Regions from separate parts of the Mus musculus genome. Here region 2 is linked to region 1. Evidence: chromatin contacts called from public Hi-C data. All regions are on one chromosome and are shown on one strand. The core of a region is the stretch at or near the end of the contact, and the rest is flanking DNA. Distances in the headings are between cores, read along the strand shown.

What was found. A called contact is a pair of places that touch in the nucleus more often than the background predicts.
Region 2: a contact with region 1 is called in a Hi-C map of bone marrow-derived macrophages, with 10 read pairs. The contact joins two enhancer-like sites. A contact is called at or near these places in 1 of 484 Hi-C or Micro-C datasets (bone marrow-derived macrophages) and 4 of 115 datasets of contacts at active chromatin or transcription factors (SST interneurons, VIP interneurons, cardiomyocytes and 1 more).

Annotation. Positions count from the first base shown.
Region 1 is chr15:67,153,385-67,159,605 of GRCm38.p6, forward strand. All of the region lies in intron 1 of St3gal1 (ST3 beta-galactoside alpha-2,3-sialyltransferase 1), which reads right to left. Among named protein-coding and RNA genes, the nearest start is that of Gm31400, 14 kb to the right of the region's middle. Within about 2 kb of position 1,302, at least 43 of the 459 cell types and tissues checked have an H3K27ac peak or open chromatin away from gene starts, as enhancers often do. A contact at or near this core is called in bone marrow-derived macrophages, where this site is marked.
Region 2 is chr15:68,067,666-68,073,557 of GRCm38.p6, forward strand. No RefSeq gene overlaps it. Among named protein-coding and RNA genes, the nearest start is that of Zfat, 190 kb to the right of the region's middle. Within about 2 kb of position 3,681, at least 46 of the 459 cell types and tissues checked have an H3K27ac peak or open chromatin away from gene starts, as enhancers often do. A contact at or near this core is called in bone marrow-derived macrophages, where this site is marked.

The sequences.
Region 1 (6,221 bases), core at 52-2,551:
TGCAGGGTGATGGGGCACAGGGCGTAAGGGACACTTGGAAGAATGGAGGTAAAAGGGACCAAGTCATTCTGAGAGAAGGGTGTGGAAGGAAGGAGGTAAGAGCTGTTAACCACAACTACCCATCAGACGTCTCTTTTATAAAAGCAAAAGTCTTGAGGGAAGTGTTCCCAAAAGCCAGAAAAAGAATGCCAGCCTGAAAATTTCAGAGGATTATTGGGTAGTGAGCAACGGTGGAGAGTCAATGATCTCTTTTGGCCAGTCCTCAGCTCCGCACTGTCTTCATGACGTCACCAAGGTCATAGTCCTCAAATTGTGGATTTGAAGAGCATGCAAATTAATATAGCACAAGAAGAGCAGTAGAGAACAGGAAACGGCTTGCACTGTCCCACCAGGACCATCGCTGCAGAGGGGATTCCAATTTCCCTGTACTATCTGTGTGCAAAGTGGTTCTGCTGTTCCTCACAGGTAGAGTCCAGTTCTTCACCTTTCAATCCTGAGATTGACTTTGCAGTAGTGAAACAGCAGATGGAGCACAACGGCTCAAACTCAGACAACAGCAGGTATTGGGTGTAGCTTAGCAGCAGAGCACATATTTCTAGCATTCACTAGGTCTCAGTTCCACCTCTAGGATTACACACACCCCAAACAGTACTCATGGAACAAATCTACTTCCTCATCACTACAGAGACTGATACCACAGTCACTGGCTTTTACAGCCCTATGGAAGATGCAAACATCACACACAGAGAGAGGGCTAGCTCCCTGGCTAGCCTAGGTAAGCACCAGATCTGCTTGTGTGACAATCCTACAGGACAAGTCCCAGCTAAACTAAGTAGATCGGAAGTATGCAGCTGCCCAGAGTCACGAAGATGAGAACGGTGGCCTGGATCAGGCCCTGGGGTCTGAAATATGCATCTTGCAGGGAAGGACTGCCAACTAACAAACTCACCCTGGTACCTCTCCATAGCGGTCTATGGCAAATTAGGAAGGAAGCTGGCCTATGGATGATACTCGGTTGGCAAGAGGGGGAAGGAGTTCAAGAGTTGTTCAGGTGAAGAATTGGCAGAGATCAACAGAAGCCAGCTTTGTCCAAAGGCTTAGGTCTGGCTTGGAAACCACACATGGTGTTGACTATAAACTGTCTGTTAGGAGCTGCTGATGGGACAGGATGTTTACAGGGAAGATCCATGGAAGGGGCATAAACAGAAGGACTAAGATTCTCAGTACTGGGGTGTGGTACTGAGGTGGGGGTGGTAAAGATCCTTTCCTTCCAGCACTATCTGAAGTGAGCTGCAGGGGAGAGGGCACCGTTCCCAGCATTCTTTCCTCTCTGACTATCACCACCTCCACTGAAGAAGTCTCGCCTCTCATCAACAGCTGTAGCAAGCCTTGACTACCACTAATAGCTGAGAGGACCTTGCTTACCAGCAACAACTGGAGGGGGTCTTTCCTCTCAGTCACAGCTGGAGGGGGCCTTTACTCTTCCCAACCACTGGAGGCTCTTGCTTCTTGACAGCTAGAGGAGGCCTTTATGTTCTTTCCATAAAGGCTGGAGGGAAATTGCTTTTTAGCAACTGATGGAGGAAGCACTGACTCTCTCAGCAGCAGCTAGAATTGGCCTTGCTGACCTTAAGACCTTAACCTGACCTCCACACTTCAATGGTTGGCATGACCCCTCCTCCCTGATTTCTACTCACTCATCTCTCATCCCAGTACCAAGAGCACTTCCCAAGACCCTGCTGCTGACCCTCAGATGGGAAAGACATTGCCACTGTAGTCCTGGCATCTGTACTTTCACAAAATACTTTCCTGCTTTGCTAACCAGAGCCCCTAATCCTAATGTGGCATATGAAGAAAATTACAACCTCTTTTCCCTCCCTTTTTGTTTTCTCCTCCTCTTCTTCTTCTTCTTCTTCCTCCTCCTCCTCCTCCTCCTTCGTTTTGGTACTGTTAGGGATTACGTTCTGGCATACAAGCTGGGCTAAAGGCCTTACCCTGGGGTCCCCACAGTTTCCCTTGCTTCACCCACTTTTTGTCTATTCACTCTTTGATGCAGCACATTTGTTAAACTCCAGACCCCTCCCTCCCTGCGTTTTGTTTTGTCACTGCTCTCCCTAGAATGAGCCCCTTGGTGGAGGAGGGGCTACACTTGGCCAGCTGGGTTTCCCAACCTACCCTTGTTACCTATTGTACAATACTGCATTTTATAGACACTACTGAGGAGGCACTAGACGATTGTTTAATGAATGAATGATCTAGAGATGAAGCTCTGAGTATCAATGGGAGTAGGCTCCTAATTAGTAGAAGCCTGTACTTGAGTTTGGGTTTTATGAAAGTTACATCTTACTGAATAGTTGAAAACCATCATGATAGAAAGGACTACACACACATATATACATCCCTAGAGATATGTTGATTGCTCTATTTCCTAAGGCATAAGGGGGAGGAAACTGAGGATTACTTTAACATGGAATCCTGCTCCCCATTGAGTTTCAGTCTATATTTTGGCACTGTAAGCACCAAGTAAGAACCAGAGATCTCCCTGTTAGCAATGTAACCAACCCTGAACCAATTCCTTCCTTGGTCTGGACATGCCTGGTTTGAATCCAAAGTATTTCCTGAAGGCTTATAGGTCAAAGGTGCTGTTGTCAGCTGAAGAGCCTCAAGGGAATTGAACCGATCTCAAGGGCCCTGACTTTATCCGTGAATACATCTACTGATGGGTTTCTAATTCGATAGCCTTACTGGGAAACGATGGAAAGTGGGGTCACGGGGCTCTGGTCGGAGGAAGGAAGTCACTGGCGGCTGTATCTTTCTCTTTCCTTTCCACCGTCTCCATCAGTTTCCTGGTAGCTTTGAGCGGACTGAACTCCTTTGTCCCATGATCCCACAGGTTCTGCTCCACCACAGGCCCACTGCCATACAATCAAGCCACAATGGATGGAAAGCTCAGAAATTAGACCAAGCTAACCCTCTCCACTCATATGGTTCTTCTCAGACATTCCCTCAGAGTGGTGAGAAACAAAAAACATCTCTCTGCATGGCATCTGCACTCAGCTGGCCTACTGCAGCTTCAGCTGCTCAATTTTGAAGTCATGGCACTGACCTCTCAAACACAGAGAAAATCCACTGCTGGTGCCAAGAACAGCCAGTTCATTACTTCCCATACCTTGCATAATTTTTAAAAAATACACGGCCCTGAAAACCTTTTGCTGAAAGACCACCTTGCAGCTCTGTTCCCATCAAGTCCTGAGGCCCTGCCTCTTTTTGTCCAGGCTGGTGCTTCCCCAGGGGCTTCCAACATGGATGGAAACTAAACCCTCAGTGGGAAGCTACTGGGTTCCAACCAGGATACCACGGAAACGCCATGGTAGGTGTTCAGACACTCCAAACACAAATTTTAGACTAAAGAAAGCCAGCAGTAATAGTTATTCTCTGTGAGGCCAGGAACAATTTCCTGAGACCACAAACAGGAAATCTAAGCTCCAAGTGATGGCTCCTTTAAGGGTTAAGAGTGGTCCCTCCATTACCCTGCTGGTCCACTGGGTTTATGGAGTGAGTGTAGATGCCAGGCTGTGTCAATTTGTTTCAGGAAACTCACCTGTTCATGCTGTCCATCCCCCAGGGAGCATGAGTACTGTATTAGTCAGCATTCTCTAGAGTCACAGAACTTATGGATAGTCTCTATATAGTAAAGGACTTTATTGATGACTTACAGTCTGCAGTCCAACTCCCAACAATGGTCAGTAGCAGCTGTGAATGGAAGTCCAAGGACCTAGCAGTTGCTCAGTCCCAAAGGCAAGCAGGTGAAGGAGAGAGAGCCTTCCATCTTTCAATGTCCTTGTGTAGTCTCCAGCAGAAGGTATAGCCCAGATTAAAGGTGTGTGCTTGAATTTGGAGGTCTCCCTTTCTTAATCTTCTAGAATCCATAGCCACTATGTCTCAAGATTTCCATACCAAGCTCCAGGTCAGAAACTCTATCTCCCAGCCTCCAGATTAGGGTCACTGGTGAGCCTTCCAATTCTGGATTGTAGTTCATTCCAGATATAGTCAAGTTGACAACCAGGAATAGCCACTACAAGTACAACCTATACCCTCAGTGGGAAGGTACTGGGTTCCAACCAGGATACTCAGAGACAAGAAAACCAACTATCTGGAGCATGGATTAAGACAAATTCTAGCTAAACAAATGACGGTTATGCTCCTCTGTGTTCTTATTTCCCCTGCTCTGGATCACAAGTGATTTTTCCTTTGACCCTATTAGCTCATCCACCGTTCACAGCTCCGAGAGCCATCAGACATGCTTTCCCACTGCACAGTACTATACAGTAAATCTCACAAGAGACTGTTCTCCAATTTTGTTCCCTCTCAGGTTAGGGCAGTGAACAAGAAATAAAACGCAACATCATTCCTGGAGAGACAGAGCCACTTTGCTTAATAAATCAGAGCTTTTCTCCTTTAAGCAGAAAATGATTGTCTGAATGTTGATTGTCCCACCACTATCTCTGCATTTATAAATTACAGGACTCTTTCTTCACTCAGGGGCCCATGGGCATGTCATGCTCTGACACAGCATGGATGTGACATGGCATGGTATGCCACAGGGAAGGGCAGTCCAGTCAACTGTGTGATTTCACAAAAGTAGCTTTTCTCAAAGATACTCATGGACACGATGCAAAATGTGTCTGCCTCAGTACTGCTGGGCTGGGTTGGGGAGTAGAATGAGTTACCAAGACTGTGGAGGCTGAGACCATGGCACAGAGAGCAAAATGCTTTCTGTACAAGCCTCAAGACCCAAATTCGGAGCCTCAGAACCCATATAAAATCCAGGCACCATAGTGTGTGCCTATAACCCAAGTGCTCCAAAGAGACAGGTGGGTTTGGAGGACTTGTTGGCCAGCGGGCCTAATTGAAACAGGGAGTTGCAGCTTCAGTGTGTGACTCTGTCTCCCAAATTAGGGAGTAGATGGATTAGGGAAGACCCAAGATCAACCTCAGGCCGCTACACACACGCACGCACTTGAATGTGCAAACAAAATTAAAAAAAAAATTAAAGAATAAAAAAAGTTATAAAAGAACATGAAATCATTTTGGTACAACTAAAGAAAGCAGCTGTAAGAATTGCAGGTTGTATCTTTAAGTGCTGACTGGCACTATTAAACTGTTCTTGTGCATTGTGCATGTGTGCATGCCTGCATGCATGTGTGCATGTTGTGTGCGTGTATGTACTGTAAGTTTTATCACTTTGAGCATGATTATTGTGGTGTTTGAATAGGCATGGCCCTCACAGACTCATGTGTTTGAATGCTTGGCCCATAGGGAGGGGCCCTATTAGGAGATGTGGTCTTGTTGGAGTAGGTGTGGTCTTGTGGGAGGAAGTGTGTCACTGTGGGTTTGGGCTTTGAGGTCTCATATGCTCAAGCTATACTTAGTGTGGCACCCAGTCCCCTTCTGCTGCCTGCACACGAAGATGCAGAATGCTCAGCTCCTCCATCACCATGTCTGCCTGCATGCCACCATGCTTCCTGCCATGACAATAATGGACTTAACCCCTGAAACTGTAAGCCAGCCTCAATTTAAGGTTGTCCTTTATAAGAGTTGCCTTGGTCGTGGTGTCTCCTCACAGCAATAAAGCCCCAACTAAGGCAAATATATACAGAGGCAGATTAAGCAACTCAGAGCAATGACCAGCACAACCTGGAGTCTGAAATAGAAACTAACACAGAGTTAAACTCACGTGTCAGGACCAGAACCAGCACAGGTTACCTCTTATGAACATGTATAAGGCTTGGTTGGATTGTGTCACACACTGTCCTTGGCCCCAGTGAAGCCTACAGTAGACTCATGGGTGCTCCCTTGTAGGAATAGACTGTGTAGGGAAGGGAGGCAGACTCAGATACAAGGAGCTATATTATATTACTCTCTACCCCTTGGGACTATGCATGTGCAAGTGGGTAGTGTCCTAACTAAAATCCTGGCCTAAACATGACATACCCAGATAATGGGATTGACACAAAGGGTATCTGGCTGCAGCTAACTGCAAAAGGGATAACTGAATGAGAAATAAGAGTAGAGAGAAGCTAACAAGGGCTAGTGTAGAGACCTAGAAAGGTGAGTATAGTTACCACAGGCTGATGCCAAGGGTATAGTCACAGGGAGCAGGAAGATGGCTTGCTTATGTTTGTGAAAGCAACATTCTCACATGAATCTGGACACTAACT
Region 2 (5,892 bases), core at 2,431-4,930, 920 kb after region 1:
GCTTCTTTCCTTATACGAGAAAAGAATGGTCTCTTTTCTACAGTAGATTTTGCACCCTGTCTTTTGCAACCCCTATTTTTTTTCAGAGCTATCCCTGCCAATATACAACTTATTCCCAACCTAAGTTGTCTCCATCAGGAAGCAGACCAATGATGGTGCTGGATAAGATTGGAGACGGAACCAGAGCAGAAAGGGGGCTTATACCGGAGTTATGGGGCCCCTACAAAGGATGCAGGAGAGGATAGGAGGGGGAGAATTCCATACATAGACATGCGGCTGGGGAAGACATCATCACCAGTGTCAGGATAGCAATAGGTAGGATACAAATGGGATTATCAACAAAGAGAATTTAGGGCATGGGGAAACCCCAAGAAAGTGCGATGGATGGAGACTGGCAACAGAATGTATAATTACTACTTTAAAACCCAGCAAAGCTAAGGAAATCTTGATTGGTGGCCTTGAGAGTCTTCTAGCCTGGGAAGACATAAGGTAGAATCAACTCATACCAGATGAGAGGGTACCGCAGACCAAGAAAGGTTTCACCCAAGTCCAGCCTAATGAACCAATGAAGTTTGGGGAGGATTACTTATGGCAGCATGAGTTACTCAAAGGCAGCTATATCTCAGAGATTCCCTTGGGCAAGCTCATCACGTGCCACCACATGCTATAAGCCGCCATGTGGCACCACAAGCACAGGGCGCTGCTGTACCCTGCAGGAAACACTCTGAGGGCTATAGGTTCCTGGGTTCAGTTCAAGTTCTTACTCATTTTGGGGAAGTCAAGCATCAGGAACCTGAAGGGCTAGAACCAGTCAGAACTGCATTGTCTAATATTTCATAATCTTCCAGTCAATTCCATCAGCCCAATTGTATGTCACAATCACCGATGAGGCCAGATCCCTTTGTCCAATTTCAGAAAAGAAAATATGATCCCAAACTAACAATGCTAAGTTACTTCAAGTTTTCATGTTGTACCAGGCTTTTGGCACATACAGCACACTTTTTTTTTTAATTTTTAAAAAAGATTTATTTTTATTTATATGAATAAATGTTCTGCCTCCATTTATTCATATAAATAAAAATGTGGGTTCTACACATGTCTGGTGTCCTCAGAGGCTGGAAAAGGGTGTTAAATCTGGGACAGATTTACAGACAGCTGTGAACCATCACTTTGGTGCTAGGGATGAAAAATGAGTCCTTTGGAAGAGCAGCTAGTGCTCTTACCCACTGTGCATTTATCCAGTCCCCAACTTTTTAAAATACTTGCCACTTATAATGGTCTTTATTCTCAATTCTCTGGCCTGTCATTCTTTCACTTGGATTTTCTAGCTCAAAAAGTGAATTTCTTCAGGTCTTCCTTTAATGGACACTTCATGTTTACAACCACCTTGAAATTTTCTGGAAGCTCACAGGAGTGGACATGAGCAGCAAACCAGTATGCAATGGTCAAGACCATATGCCTGAAAGGAAGGGACATTTCAGAGACCTTCCAGGGATGGGTGAGTGGAAGGTTACTTCCTGAGCCCAGGGTAGCCAGCTACAGAACTCATGTTCTTGCTACACTGTAGTTACAGCACCTGGGACTCAGTCCTGTGTTCTCAGATCCTAGGAAATGTGACTGCTCTCCATGCATCCTGGGAAAAGAATCTGACCAAAAGAAATGTATAGTGTAGAGGAAGAGGCACAGGGAAGCCCATCCCTCTGGTCAGCAGTTATGGAAGAATGTCAGAGTGTATGTGGAGCTAGGCAGGAGTCAGAGAACAGAGTCCTCTTCCTCATCCCCATGAATGCCATGGTTCATAACGGGAACTGGAAAAAATCTAAAGAGTCATGGGAAAGGCTCAGAACAAGGAGACAAGTGGTCACCTGTTGTGGTAAATCTCCAACTCCAATAAGCCCATGCAAAGAACACACAACTCAGCTATATTCATAAACATCATGCCTAGATTGGGCAGATACACCACTATACTACTTTATTCCCCAGCTATGAGCTCCCTGGCTACTTGTGGCTCCTCCAGACCACGTGGTTCTGCTCCATTTTTCTTCTACCTCCTCTTCCTCCATCTCTTCTGTCTCCTCATCTCCCCTTCTCCATTCCTCTCTTGCCTCTCTTAAACCTCCAGCCTTACCTTTCCCTTCCACTGCCCAACCACAGGCTCTAGCCTTTATTGGACCAGTTTAAATGGGGAGAAGGTTCACATAAAATCACCCGAGTATGTGGTCCCCTCCTTATGGGGCAGTCCCTCTTAAGGAAGTAGAATTAGCATAAAATACAAATTGCACCAGGGCAATCCACAACAGTTACCTCTCCAAGAGGAGCTCAGTGCCTTGAACCATATCACTAACCTCATCAAACTAGGACAGGTATCTGCTATCAGCACTCTACACAGGTCCCCACCTGCCTCGCCATCACTGGTCATAAAGACACACACTGGAGGCTGCTGAGAAAGGAGTGCAGAAGGAGAGAAGTCTGAATATCACAGGTGCTACATTGAAGGGGCAGAATAAACTGTAAAGAGATAAATCTGAGCCACAAGAAGCAGGATAATCTGTTAACTGACAACCTCAGAACCCCAAAGCCATTCACACAAGTATGGTATGGGGTAGAGAGCTTAGAAGTCATCATGGGCACACTCCCTAATATATCTAATTCTAGTTTCATTTGTCTGCCTCTGATGATATCTCAGTAGCTAAGTGCTCTCCTGGATTCCACTAAAAAAGCCACGAAGTAAGAATTAGGGCTAAGCTCCCGCAGAGTCTAAGACTTGGTTCCCTCTGGGTACAGAGTCTCTGCAGCTGAGAAAGGAGCACCCCTGTTAGGAAGGTAAGCTCTATTAGGTGGGGAGCCATTTGATCCAGCAAAGTTTTATCAATAAAGGTGGGGTTCTGAAAAGAAGAGATAAAGAAAATGGAGCTGTAAGTGGAGAGAACCTGGAGGTCAGAGAAGCTAAACCGCCTGGGAACTGGAGCATCAGGAAGGTATCAATGTACTGAAGACAAAGAAAGAAAGGCAGGTATGTATGAGACCCAACCTTAAATGGGAACTTCAGTTTCTGATTATCCATCCACAAGGATGTCCCTATATACTCATGAGAAGTTACAATAATGTTTATCAGCAGAACAGACTATTCCTTCCATTTTGTGTTGATTTGGCTGGGTGGGGGGTGTTTGAAATAAACAAAAGGCATCCTGTTCTCTCTTTCCCTTCCATTTTACCAACAACACATTATATCAAGAGATCGGAGTTGTGAATATTATTCCTTGCACAGAAAGAGTGAGAGTAAAGGCTATATCACCAGCTCTGGAAAATTTTAATGCCAAGCAGCTTCACGTACCAGGGACCTGCAAGAGTAAGGCACACCAGAGCAAAAGGGCAAAGATTGTCCTTCAGGCATTGAGAATAACTGGACATAAGAGACATAGACCAAAAAAAAAAAATGATGCCACTGGAAAGGAAGCTATCCCATCCCATTGGAGTGCCTCTGGCAGCTAAGAACACAACATGGGCAGTTCATGTTTTATCCCTGGAGATGATTAAGAGGAAATGCGAGTCATCTTGGTGTTCTCCCCATCCTCAGCCGAATGGAGCTTTTATTATCACAGTGCAAAGAAGAGTCAGGAGCTGAATGGTGCTGAACTCCATGGCTGGGCTCCATGTGTGTTTCATAGCCATTCATTAATATTCATGTTGTGACTAAATGACCCCGTTCAGCATCCTCCCACACTCCCTGCTTCCAGCACTTGGTCCCTACTGTGACCCCCTTGGAGGGGTGCCCGCCTGTCCTTCTCTCTGCCTGGAACCAAAAGTGCCTGCCTATCTCATCACACAGCGCCTGACATGCTCATGTCAGACACTGACACCCTACATCAAGCCTTTCCTTCCACCCATCCAAAATCAAATAAGTTACAATGTGGCCATTTATCCTCCCTCCCATTGTCTCCGCAGGCTGGCCCTGCCGCGGGGGAGGAAGGACAGATGGAGTCATCCCCTGGGATACAGAGAGATTACCTCCTGCACTGCACACAGCAATCTTGTCTTCTCCGTAAGCTAGCTTTCAGCAAAGCCTGTGCACTCTGAAGTGCAGTGTGTGGTGAGGACAATGGATGCATATTATTCCATTTTTCCAATCCCCATTCTGAGGACTATTTGTCCCAGTAAACTCTGGGCAGACTTCCCATCCTTTGGCTGAAAAGAGGTACACGACATATACCCTGCCGCTGTTGTGTTCTTCTCAAATTGAAACGGGCACTCTGGAATGGTGGTGGTTATGTGGTCCCCATGGGGAAGACTGCAGAGACCTGGTCTGTGGCTCCAGTGTCCAGTGATGCAGCCAAAGGGCAGCCTCTCTTTCTCTGTGATCATTCCATGGCAGGACTTAAAACTCAGAGTAGCACACAACTTATAAAGCTCAGGCTATGGGGTAGAAAGACAGGTGAGCTATTGATGAAGTCTTGAGGAGTCAGGGAATACAGTGGACATCACATATCAGACCAGGTCTCATACATTACGTTAGTGCCTTCATCTCTTCTCCATGTACCTAACAGATACATGTGAAACAGTATTCTAGGTGCTGTGCTGCTATGCAGCTGAGTAGTGAGCAAAGCAGAACCTTCTTGGTCCACACATTCTGGTCAGGGGCCAGTCATGCTATAGAGAGACAGGTGAAAAATAAAGGCAGAGATGAAGGCTGATGGAGATAGAGTCAGAGGTGGGTGGGCAGCATTGCCGTTTTGCTACAGGATAATCAGGGATAGCTGTGGTCAAAGAGCATCCCTAGGAACAAGACAACTTCAGGATTCTGTGCTCCTCAGGAAGGGGGAGCCATGGGACAATGGTGAGTAGAGAAGCCATCTGACCTAGTTGGGCTTTCACGGGCCCCATTGTCCGCACAAAGGACAAGGCAAAAACAGGAAAGCCTGCCAGCTAAGGAAATAGCAAGGGAATGTTGGCCTTGGGCCTGGCTGGCAGCTGTGAAGATGTACTGCAGGGTTGGGGAAGGGCTGGAGTGCTGGAGACCACGGACTGTCCCTTGGACAGAGGTACATTCACCTCTTATATTCTGGAAGCCTAGGACCCCAGCTTACCACCTGTGGCTCATTCCCACTGAAGAAGTAAGGAGAATGCTTGGTCCTGTGATGGTGACAAGCTTGGGCATAGATGAGATGCTATTTCACTCTTCCTGAAGAAGAGTGTGAAGAGGAAAGGGATATTAAACCTTTCTGTCCGAGCTTGCTGTGGGCAGCTCTCAGCCAGCCCTGAAGCACGACACTCTACAGGGTCCCACCTTGACTTTGTGAGCAGCACTGACATTTTCTTTCCCAGCCAGGACACAAAGCCATGTCAAATCACTTCAGTGGCTGGGGTCACAGCTCCAGAGCCTTGGCAGTAGTGAAGGAACACCCATGGCAGGGCTGCTCAACCCCTAACCACTTCCTTTCCCACATAAAAAATAATAATTCTAATCTCCTCTTGGCCTTGTGTAGGAGGGCCTGTCCACAATCGGCCTGCAGCCTCAACTTCTCCAGCAGAACCCTCAGTTCCTCTCCTCCTCCTCTTCTGGTTTGTTCCTTCTTCCTTCTCCGGGTTGAATCTTGAGCAGAAGTGACTCAAAAAAAACGTCATATGGATAAGTAAACCGACTCAGGGACTGTTTATACTTAAACACATTGAAAATAAACTCACCCAACATACAAAGGATAGAACTCTTGAGAACTTTGTGTGTCCTTCTTTATATTTTTTTTTCTGTATTTTCTGAGAAATTTCCAGCAGAAAGGACCTTGCCGTGGGCTGCTGGGGTGACAAGTTCAGATGGACGACAGATCCCACGCCAGGACACTGGGCAGTGGGAACAACAGCTCTCCCACCAAGCCATGCCACTCCCAGAAGTCACAG